Linked DNA regions of Mus musculus: region 2 is linked to region 1. A link is a contact called in public HiChIP or PLAC-seq data. All regions are on one chromosome and are shown on one strand. Each heading gives the region's core, a stretch centred on a gene start, on an enhancer-like site or on the middle of the called end of the contact. The rest is flanking DNA. Distances are from core to core; before and after follow the strand shown. Region 1 has its middle 32 kb from the start of Gm30931. Region 2 overlaps Acsl1 (acyl-CoA synthetase long-chain family member 1).

Region 1 (4,957 bases), core at 682-3,181:
GATCCTTTCCCGGGTATGTTTGGATAAGGGGATAGTGGGGTTGCTTAGTGGAAGACAAAGCATATTTTTGTTCTGAATGAGCACTTAGAATATCTGACTTTAAAACAGAGACAGAATTCCTTCTCTGCTTGAATTAGCACACCGACCAGTAAATCAACAAATATTTATTGAGATCCTGCAATGGAACCTTGGACTTCCTTGTTTGATAACTCTTGGCAGGTTTTCTAGTGTCCTGGTAAAGAAAATATTTCTTCTACCAAATCACGTTAAAAATGTGTTTATTTTTCCATCTCATATTTATACTTACTAAAGGAGTTTTCCTGTGATCTTTCTTCCTCCCATGGAAGTGCACTATCCATTTTGTGCTCTACATTTAGTTAAAACAAATCAAAACATAGATTTTGATCACATTATCACCTTAGCCCTTGAGTGGGGGCAAGCATACAGATGTACAGTTGAATGCTATTTAACTGCTGGTCCACAGTGTGCCCTTGGGAACTGCAGTTGAAGGACACAGTAGAGGTGGTAGAGCTGGATCAGGAAACATTGAGCCTCTTCCTAACCTATTTCCCTGTCCTATATTTATTTTCATGGCATCCCAGGATTGCAGTGGCAAATATCTCTCAGTGAAATTCTAAGAGTATTTCAGACACATCCATTGTAAATTTTCCTTAGATTGCTACTCACTAAGACTACATTAGATCTCAACTTCTTTAACAGCAAAACTTACCAATTGCAAGAAGGATATCACATACTTTCCCTCATATGCAGTATCTAGATGTGTACCATAGACATGAAAGCAGGTGTAAGGTTATGGGGACAATTGGGTTAAGGAGGGGGGACAAGAGAAGGTAAGAGGAGGTGGACATGAACAAAGTACTATGATACACATGTATGAAATGCCATTATGAACCTACTATTTTATATGCTAACTTAAAAACATTCATTATTAAAACCTGATGAGAGGGGCTGGAGAAATGGCTCAACAGTTAAGAGCACTGATTGTTCTTCCAGCACTGGGTTCAATTCCCAGCAACCACATGGTGGCTCACAACCATGTACAATGAGATCTGATGCCCTCTTCTGGTGTGTCTGAAGACAACGACAGTGTACTTACATAAATAAAATAAATAAATCTTAAAAAAAAAAAAGAAACTGAGGAGAGCTGGAGATGTAGCTCAGTGGACAAGTGCTTGCTAGTGTGGGCAAAACCTTGAGTTTGATCCTAGCACTGCAAAAATAATTTTTCAATGACTCCCATATTGAGGGAGTTCCACAGATACGACCAAGTAGATATTTGGAAAAAATTGTACATCTACCAAATATACAGGTATTTTCTTGTCCTTATTCTCTGAATAATAGTATGCAATGATTGTTTACAATAGCATGTAATGCACTATGAGATTGTATGTGTGTTATATTAGATATAATATATTATTTATATTATACATAATCTTGAGGTTATGTGGCATGTCCAGAAGGATGCTCCCAGATCATACACAGGTACTACACTATTTTATATGAAGGACATAGCATCTTAGAGAAGCCTGGAAAATAACCTTCATGAAAGCAAGAACAGTAATAATAAAAGCAGACCCAGATTCATCCTATTTGAGAAGTATTCCATGACTCCTTCTTTACCAAAGGCTTGCTTATGCATGTCTCTATGCTGGAAATCCGTCTGGGGGAAGATGCTTTTGAAATGGATATGTCCATGGGGAAGTTGCATCTAATCAAAGCAGAGAAGACTGTGGGAGCTAAAGGAACCTTGAGTGAATGTGTAGAGAGTGGATAAAGTCCTGAGTGAATGTGTATTGTTGACATGGGGACAGTGAAGTCAAGAACCCTAATTCTTCAGACCCATGGGAGAGGTAAGACACTTCCACTTTGAGTGTTTACAAATGACTGATCAGTGTGAGGAAAAAAAAAACACCCCAAACCCAAAACTAGGAACTGGTACTTCCTCTTCCTGGGTATTTACAGACTGCTGGTCTACAGAGATCTGCAGAGACCTACAGAAAGTGATGAACATTTCTGCCATCCCCACCCCTACCCTTGTGCTGTACATAGTGAACACACTGGGGTTCTGAGTCTTTAAATTGTTGGTGCCATTGTATCAGACTAAACACAGCCCACCTAATCACGGCTTTTCTGTCTCTGTGTCTGTGTGTCTTTCTTCATCCCCTCATCCCTTTGGTCAGGTTTCCAGACCCAAGCCTTACAAGTCTTGGCTGAACAGCCAAAAAATATAGAAACAATAGCAGCCAATATGTGTTATAATAAGCTCTCGCCCTAATGTGTATTAGTCAACGTGAGTTCACTCTAAAATACACAAAGTCCAAACTGTGTATGTTGGCTCCTGAAGGATGGGTAGTCCCTGCCAGGCAGGTGGCGAGTCGGGTCCCAGGTTGTCAACCATTTAGCTTCCATCCCCACCAGTCAGTTTCCTAGGCTACTGTGATTTTCCCAGAGTAAGCTGCTGCCTCTGTTGCAACAGTGGAAAATTTCACATGGTTCTCTCAGCTAGAACTTAGTCATATCAGCCATACCTAACTTCAAAGGAGGAGGCGGTGTTCTGGATGCAAAGGGGACAGGGATGTCAGCGCAGCAGTAGGAAGAGCATGCTGTTTGATCCCCGGAGGCATAGACACAAACAAAACATCAAAGAGTGACAGGATATTGAAAATAAACCAATCTGGTGCTCCTCAGTAAAAAGAAAACTGCTAAGGCTGGAGAGATGGCTCAGCAGTTAAGAGCACTGTCTGCTCTTCCAGAGGACCAGGGTTCTAGTCTCAGCACCCACATACCTGCTCACTACAATCTGTAACTTCAGTTCTAGGGCATCTGACCCCCTATCATGGCCTTCACCTACACCAAGGCATGCATGTGATGCACAGACTATGCACAGGAGGAACCCCCATGCATATAAAATTATAAGAAATGTTTTAAGAGAAAACCTTGAGTGCTCTAACATTCTTTTCTAGTGGCTCGGGCCCCTAGGGACCTCTCCTGAAGATCATTCTTGGTAAAAGGAAAGATCTGCGTAAAGGCTAAGGGACAGCGAACCTGAGTGCACAGTTGCTCCTGAAATGAGAGGTTCGTGTAGAAAAGTGAGGTGAGGGTTGGAAATATCATTAGCCTTGGGTTGTGGGGTAGTATTGAGTACCAGACCGAAGAGCCTTACCAACACTTTAGGTCAAGACCAAAGACTCTCCCTTTAGAGTTAAAATTGAGCAAAATCTTTTCAATACCAGACCTGCCTTTGTTGTCCTCTGGACATTATTCTAATTTGTTCTGGTTTGGACTTTTTAAAAAGCAGCTCCAAAGGTTGTTGGTTGAGGCTTCATCCCCAGCTGTTGGCGCTATTGAGAGGTGATTGGACCACGAAGACCTAACTTCATTAATAGATTTCTTCCTTGATGGATCCATAGCTGAATGGACTATTAGTAGGTGAAGCCCGGTTGGAGGAAGTAGGCCCCAGGAAGTGCCTTTGAAAGGTACATTGGATCCCTGAAGGTAGACCCCTTCCTGTCTTGCTGTACTTCCATCTTTTCGAGGTAAGCAACTCTGAACCAATCTCCCAGGATGCTCTAAGTTACACAGGCCAGCACTGTTGACTTGAAAGTGCTGCAACTGTGAGCCAGAATCTTCTTCCCCTGCGTTAGTTGTCCACAGTAAGGAAAAGAATTCCCACTGCTCCTAGCGTTCACTTCAGACATTCCCAGATGTCTCTATCCACCATGGTCATCACAGGAGATGGTCTACATGTAGCAGTTGTTAGACTCTTTTTTGAAGCATAGTTTTATTTTATATTTGTGTGTGTACAAATGTGTGTGCATGTGCATGCATGAGTATGAGTGTGTATGTGTGTGTCTGTGTGTGTGTGTGTGTGTCATGGTACATGGGTTCGGGGATCAGAGTCAGGGCCTCAGTCTTGCGCAGTAGGTGCTTTTACGAGCTGAGCCATCTCACCTGCCCAGTTGTCCAACTCGTGGATTAACTTTCAGTAACCTGTTGGCAGCGCTTCCAAACAATTAGGAGCCCCAAGCAAGAGTTCAAAGAAGAGCTCTTTGCAAAGTCAGCCATGCAGTAACTCTTCACTCTAGGAAACTCCCAGCTGTGTTTTCCACACAGCCTTGGTAACTTGCAGCACCTTGTATGCTGTTTTCCCTTCCTGCCACCTTCTTCTGCTTTCCTTATGTCTTTCTTTTCTTTACAGACCTTTCAACAGGTATGGAGAGATGGCTCAGTGGCTAAGAGCACTTGTTGCTCATGTGAGGACCTGGATTTGGTTTCCAGTACCCACATGGTGTCCCATAGTCAGCCTTAACTCTAGTTTCAGAAAAGCCTATGCCTCCTTTTGACTTCCTCGGGCACCAAGCACAAAAAGTAGCACACATACACACATTGCAGGCCAAACACTCATACGCATAAAAGAAAAATAAATAAATCTTTCTAAAGAGAATTTGGTTTAAGAAAAGTACTTTTAAATTAAGAATTAAATAACTAAACTCAAAGAAAATTTTAGAAAAGAGGATAAAATTACTCACCACCTCATCTCTCAGAGGAATATATATAATTCATATATATAGGTATATATATATAATATATACACATATATATTATATATATAAATAAATTATATTACATGTGAGTTATATGTATATATATAAGTTATAGAGAGTGTATAAGTTATATAGATCATGTGTTTTATGGTCTGCTTTTCTGTGTTCAGCATATATTCTAAGAGTTTTGCTCATCTGACTGAGAGATCTTTAAGAACATAATTGTTAAGAGCATATATGAATGGGCTGTGATTTTTACCAAGAACCTCAGTGAGATTAACTTCTGTGTTGTTTCTAGGTTGAAGAGTAACAGGAGAGTCGAGCCAACTGCTCTATTAAGGGATGATCAAGGGTAGACTTTCTTTCAAATACCACACACCAGAGCCTGGAAA
Region 2 (4,957 bases), core at 1,016-3,515, 100 kb before region 1:
GTTGGTGCACACTAGGAGTTTTCGTCAGGAAGCACAGAATGGTGACAACTGTCACTTTTTCATTTGGCACCTGTTAGCCTCGCTGGTGTGTGTGTGTGTGGGGGGGGGGAGCGCTATTTTAAAACTTAAATAGTATAGAAATTATTTTCTGCCACTTCAATGTACATATGTTTCTTGTCTAATGAAACCTATAGCAGGTGGCATACAAAAATCACATGGTTTCAGACACAGCTTATCATGTTCCCATGCAAGTCACTCTCACTTTTCTTGGTTATGGAGAACTCAGCAACATTCATTGCCATATGTAGGGATGAATACATACATATAATATGTACATACACATGTATATATTTTATATACATTGTTATTTTGGGTTTATTTATTTTTATGTGTACGAGTGTATCTACATATGGCTGTGAGCCACCATATGGTTGCTGGGAACTGAAACTCAGACCTCTGTAGGAACAGCAAGCACTCCTAACCACTGGGCCATCTTCCCAGGCCCAACTTGAAAGAAAGGGTTTTTTGTTTGTTTGTTTGTTTGTTTGTTTTTTAACACTAATAATCAACTGCTTTCAGACTGGAGAGATGGCTCAGCAGTTAAGAGCACTGACTGCTCTTCTGAAGGTCCTGAGTTCAAATCCCAGCAACCACACGGTGGCTCACAACCATCTGTAATGAGATCTGATGGCCTCTTCTGGGGTGTCTGAAGATAGCTACAGTGTACTTACATATAATAAATAAATCTTAAAAAAAATAAACTCAACTGCTTTCTTTCCCAATCCCTCTGCAGCCCAGCACTGTGTGAAGGTCAGGAGATCTGTCCTGAGTCCCAGGCATCCCCACAGAACCCCAGCCCACTGCCACTGCCCATTACCAGCCGGACCCTTCCTCCTCCCTCCTAAGTCAAAGCCCCAGGCGTCTGCTGCGTGTACTCTGAAGTCAGCAGACTGCTCGAACAAACACCTAGCCTCAGGCTCTCATACCCTCAGTAGGGTGGGTATGAGAAGACAGTATTCAGAAAGGTTCTCATAATTTATTAAGAAGCCTGCTAAGTTTTGAAAGGTGCTAAAGCTACCTAAAGGTATGAAAATAGTGATGTCTACATGCTTGCAGAAGCACCTCTGCGATCAGAGCACCCTGAGCACTTCCTCTCCCTCCTATCCCACCTGGCTCATGAAGACTGCCTGCTGTAGACACTACCAGATGCCAAAACACCCTTCAGGAAAATGTGGTCACAAATTCTCTGGGTAGGTGTGAGGGCAAACCTTAGCTCGTCTTTATTTCACCACTTACACAATTATTTTGCGATCAAGACAGGGGAAAACAGGCCATGGGAAACTCTGAGAAGGACCCCACAGTGACAAATGGTAAGCCAATGAAAGTGGTGACCTGAGAAGAGGGCTCGCAGACAATGACAGAGAGAAAACCAGAGTCTCATCGTACCAAGGGGTTCTTCTGAAACCTCGTGTCCTCCTGAGACCTCCAGCCTGTACATATCCACTAACTGCTCTCTGTCCCAACACTCCATAGAGGTGAGAATTAGTTTACATCTACAAACGACTGCCGGGCAGTATTTATTATGTCATATTTATAAATAGCTGCAGAAATAACCACATGCTGCCGTGGTTCCTAATACCGCTCCATTTCGCTCAGTACACAACTGCTACTTCCCCTTCAGTTAAAAATCACTTGTCCTCATCTTACAACTAAGTGGCTCTGACATTTCTGCAGACCTTCAGGCTTGCGTCGGAGATAGCCAGAGACACCAAGACCCAACCCCCATCTCCTTCCACAACACCTTCCACTCATGGTTGAGCCTGGCCGTCTGCCTCTCATCACTGTTGAATGCTGTCCTCCTCGGCCAGGGCTCCCTGGCTCAGAGCTTGTCACTGGCTTCCTGGTTCAGACGGGCATGGCCAGTCTTTGGGATCTTGCCTCGTTACCTGCACAGGTCTGGACTTGTGTTATTGCTGCAAGTGTGGTGTAAGTATGTTTTCATAAAAATGTACAAGTCCATGACCTGCTCTCTTGTGCTGAAGAAAGTGCTGGTGCAGTTTGTAAGTGGGCTGTTCCATGTATACATGGGGGAAGACGGAGTATGGGAAAGAGTGCTCCCACCAACCACATGGAGAAATCTCACCGAGTAACATGTTCCACGGAATTGTCTAAATACGGACCAGGTCGGCTGCTCCTTGTTGCAGTGTGTACAGGAGCACCTACTTTAACAATGGCACTTGACCTCTGTCACAGACAGAACACCCTGCACACTTCCTCTCACTGGACGGAGGCTTCACACTGATAGAAGCTAGTCCTGCCCCGGTACTGTGTACATGTGGCAGAAGCTTAAGTACTTGTTGGATGAATGCAAGTTTGACAACTGGATTCAGTGGGTGGAGTGGGGACTGCAGGAAAAGCCACACCCTCTGCATGAGACTTTCTGGAACATACGATTAGCATGCAAAGAAGAGTCATTAGCCACACACAGCCCAAGGTATGAATGTCTAAGTTTTGATCTATCATGTATGAGGGTGATCAGCTAGCATGCACCCCAAATTTCATATCATTTACTGTGGAGCTAAGTCATCCAACCTGAGTTATATATACCCAAGGAGCCGGCTCTGCTATTAGCAGCTTTGAATCCAAACCTGAACCACCACCTAGTAGCAAACTTAGACACTGAGTCTGCTGTGGCCTGTGGTTTGGTCACCAGAAGCAAATTCTACTTAAAGTTCCGATAGTCTAAAGACCTATAAGCATAAAATTTTATTTGTTCCAATTTATACATTTTAATAACTGGAGAAAAAACAAACCCGAGTTTCCCCTGAAGTGCTTTATGGCTGGTGGTAGTCCCAGGCTGCCTAGCCTAACTTGACAGGCAATGCACTCAGCACTAGCCAACCTCTCTTCTTCCACGGCTCTCTGCAGTGACTCAGGGGTTCCCACAGAGTCCTCATTGGCACTCTGCAGCAGATTTTGTCCCCAATCCTTTGAGCCTCACTGGTGGGCCAACTTTCCCTCCAGCCATATGTGTCCAGTCTGGGTTGAGGGTAGGTTCAGGACAGACAGAAGCACTGGTGTTTCACAACTCTGTGCCTTCCTCAGCTCACCTACACACACACACACACACACACACACACACACACACAGCCTCTGGATTCTGAAGTTTCTCAATCTGCATCCTCAGAATCTAGCCACCGTTTATCTTTCTTTGCTTCTTTTTGCTTTGACCAGATCTTGCTACAATTTGTAGCCCAGGCTGCCCTCAGACTTGTGATTCTCCTATCTCAGCCTCTTGAGTGCTAAATGCACAGGTCTAGCCTATTCATTTTCAGAAGAACTTCCAGCTGAGTCCCAAGGCTCCAGGCACTGACCCTTCTGATCCACCTGGAGCCACCCAACCTTCCTCTCCATAGCAACCCACTCTCCTCCCCAGGGCTTAACACAACCAGCCAACACTGAACACCACAGGCCAGGCCGACAGATAGCTTCTGAGCAGGGCTTGACAGGGACGATATTTATGGTTTTTCAGTTATAAAATGTGGAGGTCTCTATCTTCCAGGTCCTTCTTGTCAAGTCCAGAGGAAACTCCATGTCTTCAAACTGACTGTCAACATTCCTCAGGAACTTATGAAGTTGGCTCCCTCTAAAAAACCATTTCCTGTATCAGTGGCTAAAGGGAACTCAAACTTAGTAAGGACAGATGAGGAAAATAAGAGATCTTGTATATCAAGTAGGAAAGTGGTTTAAAACAACTCACCCTCATAAAACCTTTTTGTTTTTAATGTCTGTTCACAGTAACTGAACGGCAGAAGCAGCAATCTGCAACAGGTGGGTGGGTGTTTCTCCAGGCCCCAAGGGAGAGATTGGCCTTTATGTCACCAAGGCTCATGAGTGAGCTGCAACCACACATTCAGGGACAGGGCTCTTGAAAGAGAGCCTGATTAAGCCATCCTCAGTAGAACCACTTGCCAGGGCTGTAGTGCCTTTCCTGATGGGTCCACAGTGGGTGTACTCACATCCTCCCTGCCACCCTGAGCGGTCATAGAAAACTTAAAGATGTAACTTAGGCAGAAGCCCCGTGTTGGTGCTGAACGGTCAGAGCTAGGAGACAGAGTGAGTGGGGACGAGCAGCATCAGTACCAGAGTGTGGACTCCTGCAGCTCAGCATCTATGTGAAGCTGATAGGATGGAGCAGGTGAGCCGGGAGGAGCAGGACTGCACGGCAGGTCACCAGCAAGCAGTACTCGCTTGCTTCCCAAGTGGAAAGAGCACAGCAGCACTCGCCCTGTCAGTCAGCGCCCCAAACTGTTGCCAGGTGTCAGCACACCTCAGGAAAGGAGCAGGGTTTGTCTCTCTGGCCAACAGAGGCCCACAGAACAATGCTTTGTGTAACAACGTGTCTAGAACTACTGGGTTCCCAGACTCTGACTATGTTTAAACTTAAAGTTTCACATTTCAGTTTTTAAAAAAGCAAAGCATGTTCTTTCAGAGATCTATTCATAAGATCTCTGAGTTCTGAAACTCAGATGTAAACCCATTATAAACAAAGGGGAAAAAGGTCAGAATTCCTATATACTGAACAGTAAAATTATTTCAGTGTTCTGTTTATCTGTAATTTTAAACTGTTTTTCAGGGAACTTATGTAATTATTTTAATAAGAAGCAACCACTTCATACTAAGATGGACTTCAAAAACCACACATACTGGGGGCTGGAGAGGTGGATCGGTGGCTAAGAACATTTCCTGTTCTTGTAGGGGACTCAAGTTCAGTTCCCACACCCACATGGCAGCTCACAACCATCTGCAACTTGAGTCCAAGATATGATGACATCGTCTTTCGGCCTTTGAGAACATCTGCGTGCAACACTGTACATGTACACACGTACAGATGCTCATACACGTAACAGAAGCATAAAGAAATCTTTCTGCACACATCCCGACAACATCTCATCTA

The links. HiChIP or PLAC-seq counts read pairs in DNA pulled down with a chosen protein or histone mark.
Region 2: an H3K27ac HiChIP or PLAC-seq map of microglia shows a contact between it and region 1, with 7 times the contacts expected there. The contact joins two enhancer-like sites. A contact is called at or near these places in 4 of 484 Hi-C or Micro-C datasets (liver and mammary gland), 4 of 115 datasets of contacts at active chromatin or transcription factors (bone marrow-derived macrophages, embryonic stem cells, kidney and 1 more) and 3 of 9 other capture datasets (adipose tissue, liver and pancreatic islet).

What each region holds. Positions count from the first base shown.
Region 1 is chr8:46,392,540-46,397,496 of GRCm38.p6, reverse strand. No RefSeq gene overlaps it. Among named protein-coding and RNA genes, the nearest start is that of Gm30931, 32 kb to the right of the region's middle. Within about 2 kb of position 1,931, at least 42 of the 459 cell types and tissues checked have an H3K27ac peak or open chromatin away from gene starts, as enhancers often do. A contact at or near this core is called in bone marrow-derived macrophages and microglia, where this site is marked.
Region 2 is chr8:46,494,454-46,499,410 of GRCm38.p6, reverse strand. The region is part of intron 2 of Acsl1 (acyl-CoA synthetase long-chain family member 1); the gene reads right to left. Among named protein-coding and RNA genes, the nearest start is that of Gm31050, 26 kb to the right of the region's middle. Within about 2 kb of position 2,265, at least 71 of the 459 cell types and tissues checked have an H3K27ac peak or open chromatin away from gene starts, as enhancers often do. A contact at or near this core is called in bone marrow-derived macrophages and microglia, where this site is marked.